5 separate regions of the Mus musculus genome follow, and all the other regions are linked to region 5. Evidence: chromatin contacts called from public Micro-C and promoter capture Hi-C data. All regions are on one chromosome and are shown on one strand. The core of a region is the stretch at or near the end of the contact, and the rest is flanking DNA. Distances in the headings are between cores, read along the strand shown. Region 1 holds the start of Morc4 (microrchidia 4). Region 2 holds the start of Tbc1d8b (TBC1 domain family, member 8B). Region 3 holds the start of Nup62cl (nucleoporin 62 C-terminal like). Region 4 holds the start of Rbm41 (RNA binding motif protein 41). Region 5 holds the start of Tsc22d3 (TSC22 domain family, member 3).

Evidence for each region. Promoter capture Hi-C pulls out the DNA fragments that hold promoters and counts their contacts. Hi-C and Micro-C count contacts between places; a contact is called where the count stands out from the background.
Region 1: a contact with region 5 is called in a Micro-C map of embryonic stem cells, with 3 times the contacts expected there. The contact joins the promoter of Morc4 here to the promoter of Tsc22d3 in region 5. A contact is called at or near these places in 8 of 39 promoter capture datasets (the 3T3-L1 cell line, 3T3-L1-derived adipocytes, embryonic stem cells and 4 more), 4 of 484 Hi-C or Micro-C datasets (embryonic stem cells, myocytes and palatal mesenchyme), 3 of 115 datasets of contacts at active chromatin or transcription factors (embryonic hindbrain, forebrain and neural tube) and 1 of 9 other capture datasets (pancreatic islet).
Region 2: a promoter capture Hi-C map of pre-B cells shows a contact between it and region 5, with 8 times the contacts expected there. The contact joins the promoter of Tbc1d8b here to the promoter of Tsc22d3 in region 5. A contact is called at or near these places in 4 of 39 promoter capture datasets (embryonic stem cells, hippocampal neurons, liver and 1 more) and 1 of 115 datasets of contacts at active chromatin or transcription factors (stem cell-derived neural progenitor cells).
Region 3: a Micro-C map of embryonic stem cells shows a contact between it and region 5, with 4 times the contacts expected there. The contact joins the promoter of Nup62cl here to the promoter of Tsc22d3 in region 5. A contact is called at or near these places in 1 of 39 promoter capture datasets (the 3T3-L1 cell line) and 1 of 484 Hi-C or Micro-C datasets (embryonic stem cells).
Region 4: a contact with region 5 is called in a promoter capture Hi-C map of hippocampal neurons, with 4 times the contacts expected there. The contact joins the promoter of Rbm41 here to the promoter of Tsc22d3 in region 5. A contact is called at or near these places in 8 of 39 promoter capture datasets (the 3T3-L1 cell line, the C10 cell line, cranial neural crest and 4 more), 1 of 484 Hi-C or Micro-C datasets (cerebellum) and 1 of 115 datasets of contacts at active chromatin or transcription factors (the 230-238 cell line).

Annotation. Positions count from the first base shown.
Region 1 is chrX:139,869,255-139,873,396 of GRCm38.p6, reverse strand. Morc4 (microrchidia 4) reads left to right here and starts at 1,743. Exons shown (of 17, transcript NM_001193309.1): 1 at 1,743-2,125; 2 at 2,255-2,327. The coding sequence starts at 2,024.
Region 2 is chrX:139,682,402-139,687,017 of GRCm38.p6, reverse strand. Tbc1d8b (TBC1 domain family, member 8B) reads right to left here and starts at 2,022. Exons shown (of 21, transcript NM_001081499.2): 1 at 1,708-2,022. The coding sequence starts at 1,837.
Region 3 is chrX:140,059,409-140,063,830 of GRCm38.p6, reverse strand. It overlaps Nup62cl (nucleoporin 62 C-terminal like), which reads left to right and starts at 1,263. Exons shown (of 9, transcript NM_001081668.1): 1 at 1,263-1,418. Dnaaf6b (dynein axonemal assembly factor 6B) reads right to left here and starts at 952. Exons shown (of 7, transcript NM_177921.3): 1 at 871-952.
Region 4 is chrX:139,996,079-140,000,435 of GRCm38.p6, reverse strand. It overlaps Rbm41 (RNA binding motif protein 41), which reads left to right and starts at 1,841. Exons shown (of 7, transcript NM_153586.2): 1 at 1,841-1,936. The coding sequence starts at 1,929.
Region 5 is chrX:140,597,399-140,601,791 of GRCm38.p6, reverse strand. Tsc22d3 (TSC22 domain family, member 3) reads left to right here and starts at 1,270. Exons shown (of 4, transcript NM_001077364.1): 1 at 1,270-1,355; 2 at 3,234-3,664. The coding sequence starts at 3,351.

The sequences.
Region 1 (4,142 bases), core at 494-2,993, 730 kb after region 5:
AGACACAGAATTATCTAGAAATCCCCATTCAGTATACATATCCAAAGGAAATGGCATCACTATAGAAGAAGAGACATCTTCACTCATGTTAGTCACAATGGCTACAACTTACATTTTTACATTTAACTTAAATGTCTAATAACAGGGAAACTGGGAAGTGGTTGAGTAAGGCAGTCATCCGTAGAAGGTGGCCAGCAGCTTAAGTTGCTGGAAGGACTAAAGGCTGGTACTTTACCCATCAATAAGGCATCTATAGCTGGACGTTTTTGAAAAACGTTTTCGTTACAAACAGAAGATAAATGTAATGCTGGGCGTGGGGGCCCTCCCTGATGTCTGAGCATATGCTGAGGAAGGAAGATACAGAGCCAGAGGCCTGCCTGAGCTAGGTAATGAGTGTCTCAAAAACAAATCACTCAGTTGGGAAAGCGCTTGCTGTGCAAGGAAAAGGACCTAAGTTCAATCCCCAGACCTCGTGTTCTTAAAAAAAAAAAAAAAAAGGAAAAAGCCAGGGTTAGTGTCCTTTTGTAATCCTTACCACCACCACCACCACCGAGAGAGACGGAAATAAGCAGATTGCTGGCTGGCTAATCACCCCATGCTTACTTAGTGATTTCTAGGCTGTTGAAAGACCCTGTCTCAACAAACAAGATGATGACCTTTGGCTTCCATGTACAAATGGACACGTGAAAACCTCGCCACCCATAAGAACACATATACACCTGCGTGCGCGCGCGCACACACACACAGAAAAAGGAGTCTGGAGAAGTGGCCCAGTTGGTAAAACATTTGCCATACAAGTCTGAGAACCCCAGTTCAGATCCCCAGCACCCACATAAAAATGACTGCAACCCCAGTGCTCACAGGGTTGGGAGTAGTGATAATGGTGGTAGGGGTGCTTGCGTAGTGTGCCCTTCCAGGACCTGGGTTTGCTGTCAACACTACATGATGACTCCACAGCACAGGTAAATGTAGACTCACAGCAGGCATGCCCTTTAAAAGTGGAATATAGGGGCAGGGAAATGGCTCAGGGATGAAGGTGCTTGTCACAAGACCTGAGAACCCCAAACTTACAGAAGGTGGAAGGTGAGAACTTAACTCCCTCAAATTGTGTGCTGATCGCCACACGTGCACACAGACACACAATCACACAAAATAAGCAAGCGCAATAATTTTAAAGACTGTTGAAAAAGCATGGCTGTGTGAGTTTGGAACCGCAGTCCCAGAGACACCAGGCCTTCAAATGTCAGTGGTGTGCAAACGATGCGCCCCCAAGAGCACAAACACACAAAGCTGCATATTACTTTATGCGCATCCTATAACATAACCAACCCCCTATTTGCAGCGAGTAAATTCAGTTTCTCCTACTATAAAGTCTCCCTGCCGGTTTGAAGGATCGGTAGGCCGTTTGCCAATTGCATTCTAGAAAGTTCCTGGTGCTTCCATAAGCTTTCGAAGTAGCTAGTGGGAATAATTCCCCTTAGCTCCAGCCTATCTTCCCAGATAGCAAAACTGCAGTCCTTCGAAATTCAAAGACTTGTCTTATCCTGCCTGTTAGTCATGAAGCCTAAGTGGGACTCCAGAAATCCCATGCACGCTCTCCCTCCTCTTGCCACATTCCCGCCCCTCCCCACGCACCGCCATCCCCCCTCCCCTCGCGCTTTCCCGCTCGGCCGCCTGGCCTATGGCAAACGCCAAGAATTAATTAGGGGCGGGGATGGAGGAGCGTCTGTCAGGAGATCGCCATATTTCTGTACGGCCCAGGGGCAGCCCTGGCAGTCGGTGGGTCAGGAGAGGTGCTGACAAGGCGGGGCGGGCAGACGCTGGGTTCCTCCGGCTTCACCCCTCCCGCTGGGGACAGGTGGCTGCAGCGCGCCCCGCCTCTGCCAGCTGCGAGTGGGAACGAGAGAGGGCCAGTCCGGGACGGCCACCGCCAGCTGCGAGTCGGGGGACAGCGCGATCTAGTGCGGGGACAGCCGGCCCAGGGGTCCGGCAGCAGCAAACCGGTATCCTGGCGGCCAAAAAAATGCTCCTGTACCGAGGGGCCCCTGCGGGCCCCGGAACGCCGGGAGGCGGACTGGCCCGGGCGGGCAGCGTCCCGCAGGCCTTCAGGATCCGCCTGAGCACGGTAGGTCCGGGGGCCCCCGAGGGGACGGACTCGCGCGAGCGCGCCCGGGTCCCAGGGCTGCGGGGGGCGCGCGGGGAGGGCTGGGCGAGCTGAGGCCTCACGCGGGACGGAACCTTCTCTCGCCCCCAGATGAGCCCCCGCTACCTCCAGAGCAACTCCAGCAGCCACACGCGACCCTTCAGTGCCATCGCGGAGCTGCTAGGTGAGTGACGAGGGCGGGCCGGGTGGCGGGTCGCAAGCCCGAGGCAGAGGTGCCAGCGTGGTGCGGTGGACGCAAGAGGAATGCACGAGGCGCGTGGGGCGGGTCCTCTCGGGACGGGCTGGGGGAGCTCGGCCACCGTGATCTCTTAGGGAGGGGGACAGGGAGGGTAGGGTGGGGTGGGATGGGGTAGGGTGAGGTGGGGTGGGGTGGGGTAGGGGGGCGACGGGACTAGATCGTGCCTGGAAAGCCGAGGAAGCGAGGTGTGTACTAAGAGTTTGGTAGGGTTCCCGCGCTGTTGTTCTGTCTGGATCGTGATGTTCCAGTCACTTTAGGATTCTTAGTTAATAATCAAAGAGCAATGCATAAAAATATCGGGCCCCGAAGCGACTGGATTTGACCAAGGCTGGCGACCGACAGAGGGCCCCAGGCTGGCAAAGGAACAGTGCAGAGGGCCCTGTAGAGTAGTTGGAAAGATCTGGAAATGACTTCTTTAACTTTAGAGACTTAAGTCTAGGAATGATGGGCCATCTCTTAGATGATGACACGAGTGCATTTGGCTCCCGGAGACTGCAGAGGGCTGGGTCCGTAGTCCACGAGCGCCCTCACACCGCTGGAATGAATACGGAGGCCTTAAGGACTTAACCTCTGGGTGCACCGGTGCTCGCTCAAAAAAAAAAAAAAAAGGAAAAAAATTCACTTGATTCCTTAGAGCTGAGTGCATCGCTTCTGCACTAATGTACTGTTCAAAAGGCAAAGATGAAAAGCAGTTCTGCGCAAAATGCAGCAGAGCAAGCACATTATAAATATTTCAAAAACTGAAAGAAGGAAGACAGATTTATATGGCTAGTTAGCACAGAACAAGACTCTTGAAAATGGTTTCAGAGCCACATGAATGAACCCCAGTGGGGACGTAAGCCACCACTGTGGCCATGCCAGGAGACTTGTTTTCCTAAAGATGTCGGTGAGCCACAGGAAGAGTCAGAAGAGTTATTTGGAAGGTGCTGGAGGATTCTGATGATTAGTTTGGCTATGAGCCCAAATGGTATAGAGTAGGTTGCTGATTGCTTTCTAGAAAGTTCAGGAGGAAAGTAACATTGATGATACAGCTTGAATTTCCAGACTGAGGTGACTCTATCGTTTAGGTTTTCCCCTATGGTTTTTTCTTTTTCTCCTTCCTTCCTTCCTTCCTTCCTTCCTTCCTTCCTTCCTTCCTTCCTCCCTTTTTTTTTCTTTTGAGATAGCGTCACATTATGTAGTCCAGTTGACCTGAAATTTGCTGTGCAGATCAGGCTGGCAGTCAGCACACAAAGATGTGCCTGTGTCTGCCTCCCAATGCTAGGATTATAGGCTCTTGCCACTGTACTCAGCTCACTGGATGGTATTTTTAAAGCATTAAATTAAAAAACATAGACCTGGGCTAATGTGTGTATATTATGTACATATATGTGTATACACAGATTTTCTTATAAAAAAAAAACCAAGTCACAAATATTAACAGGGAAAAGGAACATCAGAGTGTTTATTGATAATCCCAAACTTTCTTTTTTACTTTTTCTTCAAGTGTTTTCTCTACTTCCTCATGAATTTTTAGGAAATCACTCATTTGATAAACATTTATTAATCATCTACTATGCACAGGGTCACCAAGATAGGTAGAAAAATGGATATGACCAAGTTCTACTTTATTAACAGGTATGATGAAACATGTAAAAAGGTTTTATCATTTCTGTAGCAACCTAGTAGAAAAGGACGTGTGCAAAGAGAAGCACACACGTGCTGCAGGCGTACAGAAGAGGAGGGACTTAAGATTATCAG
Region 2 (4,616 bases), core at 773-3,272, 920 kb after region 5:
CAGGAAAAAATGTAAAATGCTACTTTTATTATAGGGGCAATTTTTGTTCCCATACTGCCTGAAGGCCCTTTTTAGAAGTTGGATAAGTCAGATGATTGTTAGTTGTAAAGTCATATATCTCATAGGACATATGAATTCTATCCACATTAGAGGAGGCTCGCCTTAACATAAACATACCTTTATGAACATTATCTTACAGTTTACACGCATATCTCCATAGAGTAAGCACCATTCTTTTTAGCCAAAGAAGATCAATGTCACATAAGCCACGAAACTTCTTCCTTCAACCCTTCAGTAGTCCTTTGGTTCTGATTCTATTTTTTTCTAGTAAACTAGTTAATCTTCCTAGTCTACTTCCACCCTCCTCTCTCAACCCAGCACTTTAAAGGCAGTGACCAAAATTATAATTCTAGCACAAAGTGGTACCTTAAGATTGCATATATGAGACTTTATACCCCATCATAGGTGGAATCAAGAGTGGTAAGGCAGGAGTGGGTGATTGGTTGAAGGAGCACCCTCATAGAGGCAAAGAGGAGGGGGGCAGGGAGATATGGGATAAGGGGGTGTGGAGGGGAAACCAGGAAGGGGGATAACATTTGAAATGTAAACAAATAAAATGATCAATAAAAAAAGAATCTCAGAAGAGAAAAGCAGTTTAAACCCACCATAAAAAAAAAAGATTGCATATATGAAAGAATTTGATCAATGCCATCCAACAGGCAAGAGGTAAGGATATGATCAAAATTCAGGTGGTCAGATTTTTGCTTCTTCCCTCTACATCACCCTCCCCAAATTAAGCTGCTCCACCACTTCAAAGCCCTAATACCAAACTAAGAATTACCATGAAAAACAGCTCTTGTCTCTCCAAGGTCCAAATTTGTAAAAAGCCCCTATGGAAGACTAAGGATCTAAAAACAGCCTTCTTTGTAATCTTCAGACATGGACCAGTTTTGAATTAAGATTAACAACTGTGGGAGACTGGCTTAGAAGAGTTGAGTCTCCTTCTTGTTTAATTGGTTTGGTTTACACATCTTTGAAAGAAGGGGCAGAGCCAAACTCACTGGAGAGAAATGTACTCTTAGAAGAATACAGGGATTCCAAGGGTTGAAAACTTGGATATAGCAAAAGACGCGAAACTGAGAGGAGGTGAGTAATTCTGAGGGCTACTCCTTCACTTCCCCAGCATCAAGCAGCCCCATGCCCCGACCCAAATCTCACTTGCAGCCTCTCTCTCAAGGTGTGATTGGGGCACTTCGTTCTCCTTAGGATTCCCATGTCCTAGCAATGCCCCTCACACACTCGCACTCACTCCCTAGGGTGGTGATTATTTGTATAGGTTTTGGAAAAAAAGTTAAGTCCACACCCGCGAACCCGCTCTCCTCGCCTGTCTTAACGGGACTAGTCTAGCTAGCGCACTGCACTGCCCATCAGCCCCCTTCGCCATGGGAAGCGACCCATCAGGTACTGGAAACCCCCTTAGCTTCTCCTATCGCGGTAAGACCCAAAGAGCAACTGGGAGTCCTGTGCAAGACAGTCAGGACGCGGTGGTAGCAGAGGAAAGGTGGTGGCGGGAGCAGAATTCCCCAGTCAGTCGCCCTGGGTTTAAGATGAGGCAGCGGGCAGCGACGAGTAACTGTTTGCCTTGCCACCTATTCAGTGACAGCGGACCCAGCCCTAACGCAGGTGTAGCTGGCCACAACCTCTTACCTGTAAGTCCCCCTCCTCCTTCTTCCCCGTAGCCTCGACGCCTTTGCAGGACAAAGTACTCGTTGGATCTTTCCATCAGCCACAGCTTCAGCGCATTTTTCAACAGCACTTCCTCGGGCTTCAGCCACATCTTGAAGAACTTTGTGCCGCCTCGGGAACGGAGGCGACCTATTTGTCCTCCTCACCTCCACCCTCCCAGCCTGTCTTTACCCCTCTACTTCTCCTCCCACCAAGTCTTCCGTTGGCGGCGGCGCCTCCGGAGGTTTTCCACACTTCCCCCAACCGTGCCTTCTCTCCCACGTAGGCAGAGAGAGTGCCAACTCCCTCCCACGGAGCTACTGCCAGACTGGGAAATAGCCCCGCTTCACCTCCTCTTGGGAGTTGTAGTTTTCTATCCACTTTTCCCGTACCCGGTCTAATATAGCCCTAGACTACATTTCCCACAATGCACTGGGTTACTAGTTGGGTGGGTTGGGGGCGCCTTTGAGGCGCTCCCGCCACCAGTTAAGTGAGTTTAGCCTGTGTAAAGTTAAAGAGGGTTTTCTTTTGTCTTTTTGCTTCAAATAAGCTAACCCCGTGTATGACAGCAGTGTTCCTAGTTCTTTTATAGTGAGAGGACTAGTTTGTTGAAAACAAAGTTTCCGGCATTTTTGAGTAATGGCCCATCCAGGAAGCAGTAGCCTGCAGCAACTTCCATTTACTTTGCGCCTATTAGGTAGTAGGTGATTTCTCAGGTAATCCTCAGGGAAATCTTTCAAAGTGGATCCTCCGCTTTGCTCGCTAAGCGCTAGCAAGCGAAGTTACTTACCCACGCTCTCACAGTGGGTGAATAGACTTGTTATTCAAAAGCCTTGCCTAAATTAAATTCTGTCCATTCATACCAGAAGAATGTAAATCTCAGAAAACACTTCTTCACACACACACACTTGCGATTATCCCTTCCCCCATGCTGCCTCTGTTTATTTGACTACTGGCTGAAAAATCTCTACTCCAACTTTTTAGGTATTTCTTTTTTTTTTTTTTAACCTTAAAAAACAAACAAACACCCGAAATTCCTTGCAGGGCAGGGCAGCCTATTTTCTTGATACCTTGACAATGCTGCACAACAGCCTACGCACTAAAATGAAAGAGTTCTGCTGTGAGGAATTATTTGAGGGCTGGTTGTTGTTATTGTTGTTGTTAGGATAACTCAATCCCGACAGGAAAAGAATAGAGTGAAAGTGAAAACTGGCTTACAGAAAGAATGCAAATAAAAGGTCCTGAGAAGTTGGCAAGGTATTCAAAATAAAGATATAGGGCCATGTGGCTAAGACAATGGACTGGGACACTCAGACTAGGAGTCCTGGAGCCAGTGAACTCTGCCCCAAGGAGTGTCTCCAGGCTAAATCTTCCAAGACTTGGGCGGTTTCTGGCGAAGCAGGTATATGTCACAAGCAAGTATTTATTTTTGTGGAAGAAAAACGCAACCATCACCACCACCAACAAAGCAAAATCCCAAGGCAGAGTGTTTCCTAGCGCAAAGTCACCCTTTGAAGGTGTATTAAGGCACATCGTTTCTCCATTTCTTCACAGTAAAAGGTCAATAAATGCAGCAAATGTGGATAGCCTTTGTCTTCCTTCATTTGTACAGTTCCAGCCGCCATTGTCCGTCAGTATGCTTATGGTTCTAGTTATGGCAAAGAGCATCAGGATTGGATGGTTCCTTCTCTGTACGCTGAACCCAGCCAGGGCTACCCAGATACTCTGTCTTAAGATCAGGCCCACTTCCAGCTTGGAGCTGGAGCTGGGGATTTAGAACACTTTTGCATTTATAAACAAACACTTCACTGATTGTATAAAGAAAACAGTTTTCAAATTGAATTATGTCTATTGCGCTAAAATTTGTCTTGATCATAATGTACTTCAAGTCTTTGCAAATAATTGTTTCTCTAAAACCACATTTAAAATACCATGGCATTCTTTTCATTGTCCAATTATGAATATTCCTGTAAAATACTTAGGAATTACAAACAATCTTGAATATCGCTGCTGATATTGTCCTGGAACTTAATGTATCGCATGCTATGCTCATTAATAAGTGTCTTAGTTAGGATTTTCATCGCTGTGAAAGGATACCATGACCGAGGCAACTCTTTTTTTTACTTATTTTATTTATTTACATTCTAGCCATTGCCTTCCCTCCTGTTTCCCCTCCCACAATTTCTCATCACATTCCTCCTCCCTTGCCTCCTAGAGTGTGCTCCCCACCACCAGGCATCCCCCTTCCCTGGGGGCCTCAAGTCTCTCAAGGATTGAGTATATCTTCTCCCACTGAAACCAGACCAGTCAGTCCCCTAATATATATTTGCCAGGGGCCTTGGACCTGTGTGTCTATGCTGCCAAGGCAACTCTTATAAAGGACAACATTTAATTAGGGCTGGCTTACAGGTTCAGAAGTTCAGTATATTATCATCATAGTGGGAAGCAGGGTAGTATCCAGGCAGTCATGGTGCTGAAGGAGCTGAGAGTTCTACACCTTGTTCCAAAGTCAAACAGGATAAGACTGGCTTCTAGGCAGCTAGGAGAAGGGTCTCAAAGACCACCCCCACTGTGACACACTTCTTCCAAAAAAGCTACATCTACTCCAACAAGGTCACACCTCCTATTAGTGCCATTCCCTGGGTCACACATACTCAAATTACTACATGCTACTCCCTGGCCCCCATAGGCTTGTACAAACCAATGAGTCTCTGGGGACATACCTAGCCATAGCATAATGCAAAATACATTTAGTCAACTTCAAATGCCCCACCCCCATAGTTTTTAACAGTCTCAACAATGTTAAAAGTCCAAAGCTCAAAGTCTCTTCTGATGTTTATCCAACTACTTCACTGTAATCCCCTATAAAATAAAAAAAAATAATAAAAAAG
Region 3 (4,422 bases), core at 14-2,513, 540 kb after region 5:
AGTCAACTGGTAATTTTTCTTTCAGTTCTTGAAGTATACGACTAAGGTTAAAAAAAAAGCCAGTTTTGTTTACTTCTGTAGTCTGTTCTGAATCCCTATTATGACAGGAAAATTCTTAAGATTAACAATCCTTATCTCTCAGCTCGAACTCGGTGCTTTCCCATCCCTCAGATTTGGTTTTTATCCCAGTTGTGTATGTTTTCAAAGTTAAAGTCAAATGACAAAATACTCCCCTAATCAGTCTTTGGTTGAGTAATAATATTTTTAAGGTACAGTAAATATGAGTGTGACCATTGGTCTTCACTCTTAAGGATATGACCAATGACCTCAGAACTTTCAGGCTACTGAAATCCCCTCCCACGGATATACTGTTCCATAGTGAGAGGTGAGGGCAATTTTATTTTAATTTTTTCATGTCTGAAAGACTTTACAGAGTGCTCTCTTCCTCTATTTCCCATCCAAGACCTGCTGGCCCTGAAATAATACTGCTTTTCACATAAAATGGAAGGTACAATGAGTCTTTCAACTTTGAACACCAGACGTACCTAAAAATTAATTTTTTAATGAAAATGGGGGGGGGTCTCACTGGGGACCCATTGAGTATGTGTGAGATTTGAGAAAGGAAAATTGGGAAATATTTTGAGGTTCAGCACCCATCCCTTCTGTAGTTTTCTAGAAACATCATGCTTCAGGGGTTGAGGGGGGTGGGAGGAACTTTGAGAACATTTGCCTCCACTTTGAGCAACATAGGGCTTTTGGGGGCTATCTCATTGAGCTCTAAAGTATTTTTAAATTCTCCCTAGTTCCTCTGACAGTCACAGCATTGAGCACCCTCCTCTGTTTTCACTCCTAAGTTTCAGTTTTCCTCACCTTGGTCGGTGCTCCGCACAGCTCACAGCCTAGGGGACGAAAATAGACTGCTGCTCCCTCGCTGTGCGTCTCTCTGTTGCCCGGGTAACAACTTTGTTGAACCCGCTTTTTTTCCACCTGTAGGACCCGTTTGACTCTGCTAGCCAATCATAGAAGCGTCTCCTTTAAAACAATACCAGCAGCAACCAATCCCGGGGAATCCCATGCTTGGCCTCCACGGCCGCCCTTTTCCAGCTAAGTAGGTCGACTCGGGTTAGGCTGCAGGATCTGTTGCTGCTGGCGCCTGGGAGTTTGCTGCTTCTCCGCCCGAGTCCGGGTCCGCCCCCTTCTCTTGGACCTGCCTCTCGCCCCGCCTCCGCCCTCACTTTGTAGACGGGACAGCGAGCGAGTTCAGCCACGGAGGTAAGAGCAGGACTTTAACGTTTGTCCCGCAGGCTTTTCGCGGCGAGCTTTCCCGCGCCGCCCCCCACCCTTACCAGGTCGCCAATTCCGGGTCTGAGAACTCAGTACCTTCAGCGGGTCCGGAGCGGAGCAGTGGACGCGGAAGGGTAGGACTCACGGGCGGGGATGGGAAAGCTTTGGTCTCGGCGATGCTCCGACTCTTCACGCCCCCTCCCGTGACAGAAACACGTGTTGTGCCGACTCTGTCCCTGCTAGGCACTGGTTCCACCGGAGCCTGTACCTTGGAGGTCGCGGAGCCCTGGGCGCTTGCGGTGGGATTGCGCTTTTTATTCCGTATGGGGGAAAGCCTGTCCCTCCGGGAGGCTGGGGGAAAAAGCGGGTCGTTCCGGGAGGCCGTGGGGAAGAGCAGGTCCGTCCGGGAGGCCGGGGAGAAAGCGTGGCCGTCTCGGAGCCCAGGGTGGGGGGTGGGGGAAAGCGGGTCCGTCCGGGAGCCCGGGGGAGAGCGGGTCCGTCCGGGAGCCCGGGGGAGAGCGGGTCCGTCCGGGAGCCCGGGGGAGAGCGGGTCCGTCCGGGAGCCCGGGGGAGAGCGGGTCCGTCCGGGAGCCCGGGGGAGAGCGGGTCCGTCCGGGAGCCCGGGGGAGAGCGGGTCCGTCCGGGAGCCCGGGGGAGAGCGGGTCCGTCCGGGAGCCCGGGGGAGAGCGGGTCCGTCCGGGAGCCCGGGGGAGAGCGGGTCCGTCCGGGAGCCCGGGAGAGAGCGGGTCCGTAGTCCGTCCCGGAGCCCATAGGAGAGCGGGTCCGGGGTCCGTCTGGTAGCCCCGGGGGAGAGAGTGGGTCTATCCAGGAGCCCGCGGGGGAAAGCGGCTCCGTCCGGGACCTCGGGGAGAGCCGGTCCAGGGTTCGTTCCGGAGCCCGGCGGGGAAAGCGGGTCCGTCCGGGCCCCCGGAGGAAAGCAGTTCCGGGGTCCGTCCCGGAGCCCGGGGAGAAAGCGGGTCCGTCCGGGACCCCAGCGGAAAGCGGGTCTGGGGTCCGTCCGGGAGCCTGGGGGAAAACCGGGTCGGTCCGGGAGCCCGGGGAGAGTAGGTCCGGGGTCCGATCCGGAGCCCGGGGGGAAAGCGGGTCCGTCCGGGACCCCGGGCGGAAAACGGGTCCGGGGTCCGACCCGGAGCCCGGGGTGGGAAGCGGGTTCGTCCAGGAGCCTGGGGAGAGCAGATCCTGGATCAGTCCCGGAGTCCGGGGGGAAAGCGGGTCCGTCTCGGAGCCCGAGGGGAGAGCGGGTCCGTCTGGGAGGCCAAGGCGAAAGCGGGTCCATACGGGAACCCGGAGGTGGGGGAAAAGGGTCCGTCCGGAAGGCCCGGGGTGGGGGATGGGGCGGAGAGCAGGTCCGTCCCAGAGTCCGGGAAAAAGCCTGTCCGTCTGTCCCGGAGCCCCGGGGAAAGCAGAGGGATCAGCCGGTAAGATGCTCCTGCGGAGGAGGCCACCGTGCTTCCTAAGTCCCAGGAAAGTCTTTGGGCAGAGTGCCCAGATTTCTCCTGCTCCAGAGTAGGGAAGTCTAGGTGTGCGTACCCTTAGTCGCTGATAGGGAAGTATCTTCATGTTAGAGGAGTTTCCCACGAATTGCTTGATTTGCAAAGGAGAAAGGTAGGGAAAAAAATGGTGTAAAATTAACTTGGCTATCTGATACCAGGTGTAAGCTAGGAGACATAGGATGGTTTTAATAATATTTTTTTGTTACCCAGGGAGTGGAATTCGATTACGAAGGTCCTGAACTACTGCCCTTGTCTCGGGTACTGTGCTTTTCACAACTTCACGGCATATGGCAAAGGGGAAGTGATAATGAAGTTTTAGTAATTTATTATTCTGCTTGCTATTATGCAAGATAAACAAAAATATGGGAGTAGGGTACTTAAATTATTGATTTTTAGCCAAATAAGCAATGCCATAATTCCCTTTATTACTGTGGGTGATCACAGATTAAATACCTTCCATTTTGTTAAGTCTCTAGATGCTTTTACAGAGTGTTATATATATTTTGGTATTCCAGTTGGTTTCCTTGTTTGGTCTTTGTTGTGCCCCTTTCTCCATTAATTCCATATCTGTAATATTCAGCCACCGTTTTGGAAGTCTTTTGACACTGAGTCATAGAAGGAAATACATTTTAAGAACTGGGTATAAGGGATTATATCTGTACTGCTGAGAGCACTAGACTGAAGCAGGAGGATCACAAGTTCAAGGCCAGCCTGGAATAAGTAGCAAGCCGCTTTCTTTAAAAAAAAAAAAAAAAAACACCTTTATATTGTGTCTGTAGTTCACAGATAGACAATATAATTGACATATTTGTAAAAATCATTATTATGTGCAAGTACAATCTAACACTTTATATTTTAAAGATAGAGACCATGATATATTAATAAATCATATTGCATTGTGAAAAACACTGGCCTTACACCACTGGGTTTCAGACGTTTGTCTGCCTTTACTGAAATTATCAGACGTGCAGATTGTTCAGGAATACTCTGGAAATAGGTTCTGTGTGTTTGCAGCACAGTGGCAGATATAAAGGTATTCCGTCCCTCTTCCCACTTGGAAAAGTAAAGGCTATTTATTTTAGGGATCTACTGGGACTCTTCAAGATGGAGTCCAGTGCCCTGTCGTGTTTTCCAGAAGGTTGAAGATAGAGAAAATGGTGGCTCTCAGATCTAAGATAAACCTCCCAGGACTTGCAGACAGACACTTGGAGGTTGCGAAACATGTTACTTGAGCCGCTCAGTGACTTTCCTGGATTCCTGATGTCACCGAGTGCTTCTCAGAGAATAGGACCCCTTTGACTCACTTGGTTAAGTCCAACAGTCTCCTCTAGCCTGCTAGATATACGTAACCACCTTAAAACGCGGTTAAATAATTGATTATACCAACATTCAAAGAAATTAAAGATGAAAATTTCTCCTATCCCTGTATCATAATTCTTATTCCCCACATTTATTCACGTAACTCCAGATTTTATACAGGAGTTTGAGCCTTGTTTACAAGTTTGGTGATTGCTTGCTTGTTTAATATTGTCCTGGGGGAATTTTTTTTAGTGTGATTAATATTCTTTAAATTTTGCCTTAAAAACCTAACAATATTCTAATCAGTGATTTGGTTTTAACTTAT
Region 4 (4,357 bases), core at 592-3,091, 600 kb after region 5:
TCCCCCCCCCCACCTCCTGCCTCCCAAAGTTGCCTGTTTCCATTCCTTCTGCTGGCCCTCAGGGCTTCAGTCCTTTTCCCTCACCCAATACCTGATCATGTTCCCTTTGTCCCCTTTACCACCCAAGTCCTTCCCTCCCTTCCCCCTCCTGTGATTGTTTTCTTCTCCATCCCAAGTGGAATTAAGGCATCCTCACTTGGGCCCTGCAGCATGTGTTCCACTATGTTCATAGTGACCTTATGACCTTATTTGCGATAGTCAGAAGCTGGAAGCCACCCAGATGTCCCTCAACTGAAGAATAGATACAGAAAATGTGATACATTTACACAATGGAGTGCTATTCAGCTATTAAGAACAAGGACATCCTGAGTTTTGCAGGCAAATGGATGGAACTAGAAAATATCATCCTGAGTGAGGTAACCCAGACCCAAAAGGACGTGCATGGTATGTACTCACTAAGAAGTGGATATTAACTAAAAAAAAGTACAGAATAGCCTGGATACAATCCACAGATCTCAAAAATCATGTTTTATTTTAACATAGTTCTAGATTTACATTAGAGCTTCATACTCTAGTGTTCCATATGTACTCTACTGTTTTTCTTAGAGTTCATGTCTAACACAACAGTATATTTGTCATGTACAATGAAACTTATTAAATAAAAACTATACTTTATTTATATGTACTTAGTTTTTACCGTGTGTCCTCTGTCTATTTCAAGATCCTACAATACATTTAGAAATCATATTTCTCTTGTTTCCTCATAAATGTGCAGAGTCTCAGAATTTTCTACTTACCTTTTATAGTTTGGAGGCATGGTAGTAGTCCTTCTTTGTTTTATATTTTTGTTTTGTTTTGGTTTTGTTTTTAGTTTTTTTCTTTCTTTCTTTTTTTTTTTTTTTTTGAGAATATGTAGACCTGGCTTGCTTTGAGCTATGTAATTAAATGAGCTTTGTAGCTTGAAATTTCCATCTTATAAATTAATACATTTTCATAACTTTAGAGATACTTGCTTTTCCATTTTGGGCCATTAAGAACACATACTTTTATTGTTTTTGTTATTCATGCTGTTGCTATTGTTGAAATTGGGTCTCGTGTAGTCCAGCCTGCCTTTGAACTTCCCGAACAAGTATTCCACTCCCAGTTTGTGTGGTGTTGAGGATCCCACAGGGGGCTTTGTGCATGCATGTCAAGCCAGCACGTTACAGATTCAGCTACATCCCTAAACCCGGGAACTAATGCTTTTAAACACTTTTCTATACGAAGCTTTTTAAAAATAAGCTATGCTCTGCATCGGAGTTTTTTGCCTGCATGTACGTGTGTGCTTGGTGTCCCAAAAACAAGTCAGATGCTCAGAACTGGAGTTATCGACAATTGTGAACTGCTGTATGGGAACTGAACTCCGGTTCAGTACCATATCTGACTCTGGCTTCGATATATTTTTATAAAATATTCAAAAGTCTGGGTACGTACTGCTTCTGACTTTAAACTAAGGGAACCCAGAAGGATCTGTTACAACTAAGAGAGAAGCATTAGTGCATACAATGTGGTTAGACCAGAGGCTTGAGGGGAAACAGCAGGCAGGTCAGATAAATCCTTAAAAGAGAAGCCTTGCTGACAAGAATGAAGACGGTGATTAGGAACAATATAGGATTTATTGATACTTAGAGAAAAATCCAAGAAGCCAAAGGTGAATCCTAGGCTTATGAGCTTTATATTTTGGATGTTATCTTTAACCTGGGCCAAAAATTCTTAATTTCCAATAAACCCATCACCCAATACCCGCTTTCTCTTTCCATCATCACATTACTACACTTCCCAGAGTTCCACGCTCCAACCTTCATCACCTTTGAGTCTGCCGCACAGATTGCTGGGAGTTGAGGTCTCCTTCCTATTTACCCAAGTTAGTGATAGGGGCCTGCGGAAACATGAAGAGGTAAGGTCATATCCGGGTTGCTGAAGGCAACTTTTATCTTTTACTATGAAACTTTTGTGTCTTTTTTTTTTTTTTCCCTTTTGTTTGGGATGTGTCACGTTCTTGAGGGGCGGTTTTTCTCCAGCGGGAAGACAAAGGAGAAAGGAGGAGGGAAGGCCGGCAGGCTGGACCAGTCTGCGGGGGTGAAGTTCTGGAAGGGCCGTAGCCAGGCGGGTTTCCACTGGAATGTTTCCCTCAGGGCAGAAGCGTCTGGAGCTGCCTGGCCTCTCACATTCCTGACTCTCCGGATGCTCACGCCAGCCACTCCCTGGCCCGCCCGCTGGTCCTGCTAGGTCTCACCGGCCAGAGGGTCAGAGGGTGGGCACTTTACTTTGTCTAGATTTTAAAGACATAATGGGCCCGCCACACCGGGTAGTGCTTTGAGATCTTCAAGTTACAGGGTGATAGTTTGCATCTCCAAATTGAGCGCAGATCTGGCTTCGGGTGCTTTGGAAGAAGAAAGGAAACTTAGGGCAGTTTCCCCTCCTGATTCTGCAGTAAATGGCCCTTTGAGCCTGGTGCGGACCTCCCTGAGGCCGGAGCTTCCCAGTTATTGACAGGACAGGAAACCTTAAGAAAAAGGAGCCACTTAGTTTTGGCTTCACACTGCCATTGAATCTTCGCACTGGAACAGTGGCACAAAGAACCTGTTTAGGAATGCTTTCTCCTGAATTGTTTTTAAAAGGTTTTTGTTGTTGTTTGTTTCATTTGTTGTCTTGTTTTCATGTTTCCTCTGCTTGAATTATTTTAATTATTCTGTGATGAGATTCCTCATACATGGAAAGTGAATCTAGTGTATTGCTTGGGTGATTATAAAGAGCTGTTTGCTATACAGGTTAAGAGGTAGGACATGATTCACATAAGTGCCTTAGAAGCCCCCTTGGCTCTCAGATTGCTTCTTCCCCTTTTATCTAGGAGTTTGCACCAATTACAATTATTCCTTTGCCTTTTGTTTGTTTGTTTTTGTTTTGTTTTCTTGGGTTTTTTTAAGACAAGGTTTCTCTGTGTAGCCCTGGCTGTCCTGGAACTCATTCTGTAGACCAGACTGGCCTCGAACTCAGAAATCCGCTTGCCTCTGCCTCCTAGGTCCTGGGATTAAAGGTGTGAGCCACCACAGCCCAGCTGTTTGTTCCTGTTTTGTTTTTTGTTTTTTAGTTCATTTTCCACATAAGAGTTTAATCCCTGAACAAAATATTCCTAGTATCATCTGTGCTTTAACCTTATATAAATGAGAGTATATTGTCTTTTTCTGTGATAAGCTTTTTTTAAAAACCCACAGTATTTCTCAATAGAGCCATGTGTGTTGATATGCTTATTCATGTTTAACAGATTAAATTTAGCAGTAACTTTTGGGATTGTAAATAAAGATAGACTTAAAAGGTTTTTAAAAACTTAGTTCTAGAGTTATTTTAGAATATTTCAATATGGGTCCAGCTCTTTCTAGGAATCTTATAATTACAGGGATTTTTTTGTACTTATTATAAACCCCAGTAGACAAGGTCTGTTTGGTAAGAAATTCGATATTTAGTTTTCTCATGGATTTAACTCATCTTTGTGTTTGTTCATGTGTCTCTACCCTGTTCTCATATGGTTACATGGTTGTGTTATTTCTTGGGACGTGAGTAAGAGTTCTTAATCACTTGAGGTTGGCTCACAGCCCTGATCCAGTTGTCTACCCCACAAGACGCTCTTCATACTTTCTGCCCTTCTTCAGAATTTCTTCTCTAGTGGCTTCAGATCTTATGACCTCACATGGCTTCAGCTTCCTCTGTGTTGAGCCTCAGACTGTCCTCCCGGTAAGAACTGTAGCCAGTCAACGTTTGTTGTTGCTTCAGACCAGTGCCTTGGAAGTGCACTTCATGGGAGGATTTCAGAGTTGGAAGGGCTGCTCACCTCAGTGTAGGTTGTAGTGACACTGACCTTCCATGTATCCCAGCTGGAACCATTTTCCTTCCTTCATACCCACATTCTGTGAAGCTGTGCCAACAGCTCGAAATTGAGTGTTTGCATTTATGTGCCTGTCTGTTTTACTTTTTTAACATCATTCACCTAAAGGCTTTTCCCACTGAATCCTTCCTTTGTATTTCTGCTAGTTCTACCCTAGTCTGCACCTTCATTGCCACATACCTCAATAGTTTCCTAACTAGTTGCTCTAGTTCTATCTTCTAATCCACATGGTCTTAAACACTGCTTACTCTTTGACACCTAGTGGACTGATAAATTGCTTCCTAATCCGTGTATGCTCAGGTCTGGTCCAGAATCCCTTACTTCGTGTATTTAAGGCTGTTCAAAGCGAGTATCTAAATAGAGGTTCCAGGTATCCCACAATTCGTGGTCTGTCTCTTTGTATTTGCTTTCCTTTACTTTGTCACATCCAATCTT
Region 5 (4,393 bases), core at 21-2,520:
ACACAAAGATAAGAGGGCTCAGGCAAACATAGAAGCAAAAGGTCTAGCTGTTCCCAAAACGCAAATAAACATTTATGGAACTAATATATTTTATTATAAGAGTTAACATAAAATAATTATAAACAAGAAGGAAAATAATAAACACTGTAATTAAAAAACAATTCAGAAGGCTATAAATCTACACAATGCAGATGAAATTTTATATTCTACTACCTCCTCTGGCTTTTATCCAAGAACATTTAAAAAAAAAGAAGAAGGAAATACAAGAAAAATGACGTGATGGGCTTTTAAGAGAAAAAAATAGAAGTTTCATAGTCTATGGGGATGTATATATACTCGGGTATAGTGCTTTACGCAATAGCCACAATCCTCTTTCATCCTGGGCCTTGGGATCCTCTCAGGAACTGGAGATACAGCACGATTTGGGGTCTCTAGCCACTATAGCACAGAGTACTGCCTTCCCCAGTTACCCATATTTTGGGCCTCATGTAACAGTTGCAAAGAGTGGGAAACAGGAATTAGTTGGCTGCACTTTGCTCCTAATTAATTTCAGGGGTGGCTTGAAGGCTCGTTTTATGTGGCTTGTGTTTTTTGAGACAATCTCACTGTTTAGTTCAGCCTGGCCTGACACAAACAAGCCTGCTTCCGCTTTGCGAGTAGCTGGGATCTTGGGGTGCGCTCTGCCACAGTAGTCTAGGAAATTTCAAACGTATTTAAGTCACATTTATCAGGGTTCAGGCAACTGGAACTTCAGCTTTCTTAAAACTGAGCAACTCTTGCCCCGGCTTGGAGTCCCAGTGGATTCTTCCACCAGGAGGCACCTGTAGTGTCCCGCTGAGCGGCGGAACCTTACACGGGAACAGAAAATAGTTCAGGTTTTGGGCAGAAGATGGCAGCATATACTGCTGTATTTCAAATGCCCTGGGTTCTTGAATGAAGCAAATGAAGGGGGCGGAGGGGGGTTGTAAAGGAGTAGGAATAAATAGAAATTTATTTGGGTTTTATATAAAAACCCCCTGAATATTGTGAACGGGTTTTCATTTGTCCAAGACTCAAAAACTGCTCAAATGCTCCGCATTCGACATGTTCTAAGTTCTGAGACATTCTAAAAAAGCTGTCTTACATGGTCACCTTGCGCGTCCCCGCAGCTCAGACAGCAGGGGCATCACCCCAGGGCACCAGGCTGGCCCCTATATGTGCCCTTTCACTATACCTCCGCCCCGGGTTTATTCTCCCAGATCCCTCCGCCGCCATTACGGGACAGACGCATCACTCCCCTTCTCACTCTGCGTGCGTGCGGGCTGCTGGGCAAGTCTCTCGAGGGGTCGACGGAGCCGGTTTACCTGAAGTGGCAGGTAGGGGGCTTTGGGACGCGAGGGGACAGCTTTCTGGGGTCGGGGCGCATGGAGAGAGCAGCCAAGCTGAGTGAGGAGAAAGAGGGGCGCTAAGGTGAGGTGCGGGGAGAGAAATCAAGGAGGGAAATAAGAGGGGAGGGGGTCAAGGCGCGAACGGAGAAATGGAGGCGAGGGCCGGCCAGAAATGGAGGGGCGCGGCGACACACGGGAAGGGGACAAGGTGGGGGAAAGTAAGGAGTGACCCGGCCCAACATGGGAAGAAACTTAGAAAAAGACGCCCGGTGCCCAAAATAGCGGGAAGAGCGGGAGACGCGCGGCGAGGGAGGAGAGGCAAGGCCCGGGGGAGCCCGCAGCGCGGACAGCGGGGGACCGGGAGTGATGGCGTCGAAGGGGACTCGGGGCTGAGACCCGGGGTGGGGAGCGAAACAGAGCTCAAGAGGAGGGGGCGGAGGTGACAAGTGAGGAGGAGCGGGCTCGGGCCGCTGGGGACTCGGTTCTTGGGAGTTTGGAGTTGGGGCATTTCTCAGGTGCTTGTGTTTTCTGGCACTTTCTGGGGGGTGGCGCCGCCGCCGCCACAGCCACCGCCGAGGCCTCGACACTTGGGTCTCTTGGCGCTTCCCAAAAAGAAAAAGAAAAAAAAGGAAAAAAAAAAAAAAAGAAAAGCCGGGCTGCATGGCGGGGCGGGCGGGCGGCGGTTTAAAGGGCCGCTCTCGGACGGCCGCCCGCTGACTCGGTGGCTCTCGACAGGGCCGCGAACGCCGGCGCTCCGGGGGACACCCCCCTCAGCGAGCGGTGGCGGTGGCGGCAGCGGCCCCGGCGGCGACCTTTGGCCCACTCGGGAGAGCCCTCGAGACCCCGTGCGGTGAGGGGGCGGGGGCGCTGCGTGAGTCTCAGGCGCGGTGGGGGCGGGGAGACGGGCGGACAGATAACTGCCGCCGGCCGGCCAGGGCCGGACAGGAGAGGAGCGAGCGGCTCCGCGGGGGACACCAGACGACAGCGGGAGGCGCGCGCTGCTGGACGTCCCGGCCATTCAGGCGGTGAGCGCCAAAGCCACCCAGCGCTGCTGAGGCGCGCGTCGCGGGGGAGCCGCTTGAGGCGGGCTCCTCAGGAGCACGGGCGTGCGAGTGAGCGGCCGGCGGGCGGGCGGGCGGTGTGGGGAGCGGAGGGAGGAGAACTCCGCGCGCCAGGGGGCCCCCTCAAGCTCCGGCCGGGGAGGCGGCGGCGAGTGGCAGAGGCGGCGGCGGCGGCGGCGGCGGCGGCAGCGCGTCCTCCGCCTGCCCCTCGGGGCTCATTTACATGCTGTCACGGCCCCGGCGCGGACTCCTGAGCTCGCGGCTAGCTCACACGCTCGCCCTTGGGCCACCGGCCGCGGCCGCCGGCGCCGCCACCGCTCGAGCCGCGGAACCCCGCGAGCCGGGAGAAGCGGGGCTGCCGCCGCCGAAGGGCGCGCGCGCTGCGGCTCTCTCTCGCTCTCTCGCTCCCTGGCCGCCCGCCCGCCCTTCCTGCCGCCTCGCACGCAGGTCCGGCCGGAGCCACGCGCGCACTTGGGAAAGTTGGGAGTGCGTTCGGGGTGGGGGGGGGGCGTGGGGGGGGGACGCACGGGGATCCTCCGGGGGAGGGGACGGGGAAGAGGGGGGCCGCCGCGGCTGCCGGAGCAGGGGGAGGAGGAGGAGGAGGAAGTGAGCCCGCAGGAGCCGCTGGGAGCTGTTTGTCCAGCTGTTTCTATTCGCACCCCGAGCGCTCCAACCAGAAGGGGGCCCGAGCCGACCCGCGGCGGGCACGGCTTTTTTTTTTTCTTTTTCTTTTTTTTTTTCTTTTCTTTTTTCTTTTCTTTTTTTTTTTTTTTTAAGGCGCTAATTTCTCCAACTTTGCCCGCAGCTTGTTTTTCCGGGCACCCTGGAGTCCCAAAAGGCTAGCTCCGCAGGTGCGCACCTGCCGGCCGCCCCCGACCTCCCTGAGCAGGCCGCCGCCGCCGCTGCCTCCAAGCCGGAGAAGATGGCCCAGCCCAAGACCGAGTGCCGCTCACCTGTTGGCCTCGACTGCTGCAACTGCTGCCTCGACCTGGCCAACCGCTGCGAGCTCCAGAAGGAGAAGAGCGGGGAGAGCCCGGGCAGCCCCTTCGTGAGCAACTTTCGGCAGCTGCAGGAGAAGCTCGTCTTCGAGAACCTCAACACTGACAAGCTGAACAACATAATGCGCCAGGATTCCATGGAGCCCGTGGTGCGCGACCCCTGCTACCTGATCAATGAGGGCATCTGCAACCGCAACATAGACCAGACCATGCTCTCCATTCTACTTTTCTTCCACAGGTGGGTGGCTGGCCAGAAGGACCTCGAAAGTGGCCCTACGGGATCTTTTCCTCTGACAGGGTGTGGGGTGGGGTGTGGGGGGGAGACACACCAGCAAATTCCCAGGGGACATGGGGGTGGGGGGGCTCCTAGGCTGTCATGAATAGGAGACCTCTTAGCTAGCTAGAGCCTACCAGAGCTCACAGCATTCTAGCATCTGTAAGTGTGTTTTTTGAATGGAGCCTGGAAAGGCTTGCAAACCCCGGGGCCCACAAAATGGGATGACTCCATATGGGTTGAAAGTAACTGTACGTGCACCCTACATTTTCTGTAGTCCTTCAGACAGTTCTGCCATGGGCTTCTCTTGGAATTTGAGTTCCACCCAACTCAGTGGGACTGAAACTAGAAGGACTGGAAGTAACTTCAAGTTACTCAGTGGCACTGGCAATTGACTAGTCAGTCGTTCACAAATCAGGCTTCAGATGGGGGTTGATCAGGGGAGAGGGATGGGGAAAAAGGTCAGAAGCCTGTGAGACTCAAGGTAGGGAGGAGCCCATCTACTCTAGATTATGGCCCTCCATTCTGATGCAAAGCAACCCCAGAAAACTTAGTTTAGGATTATCACTTTGAGCACGTCAAGACCTCAGAATGGCAGGAGAGTGGATGAATCCATTTCCATGTAGCCTCTGTGTTGGAGTGTGTTTCAGATTTTCTGGAAACTGAAGGTAAGAATGGGAAAGGGGGAGAAAA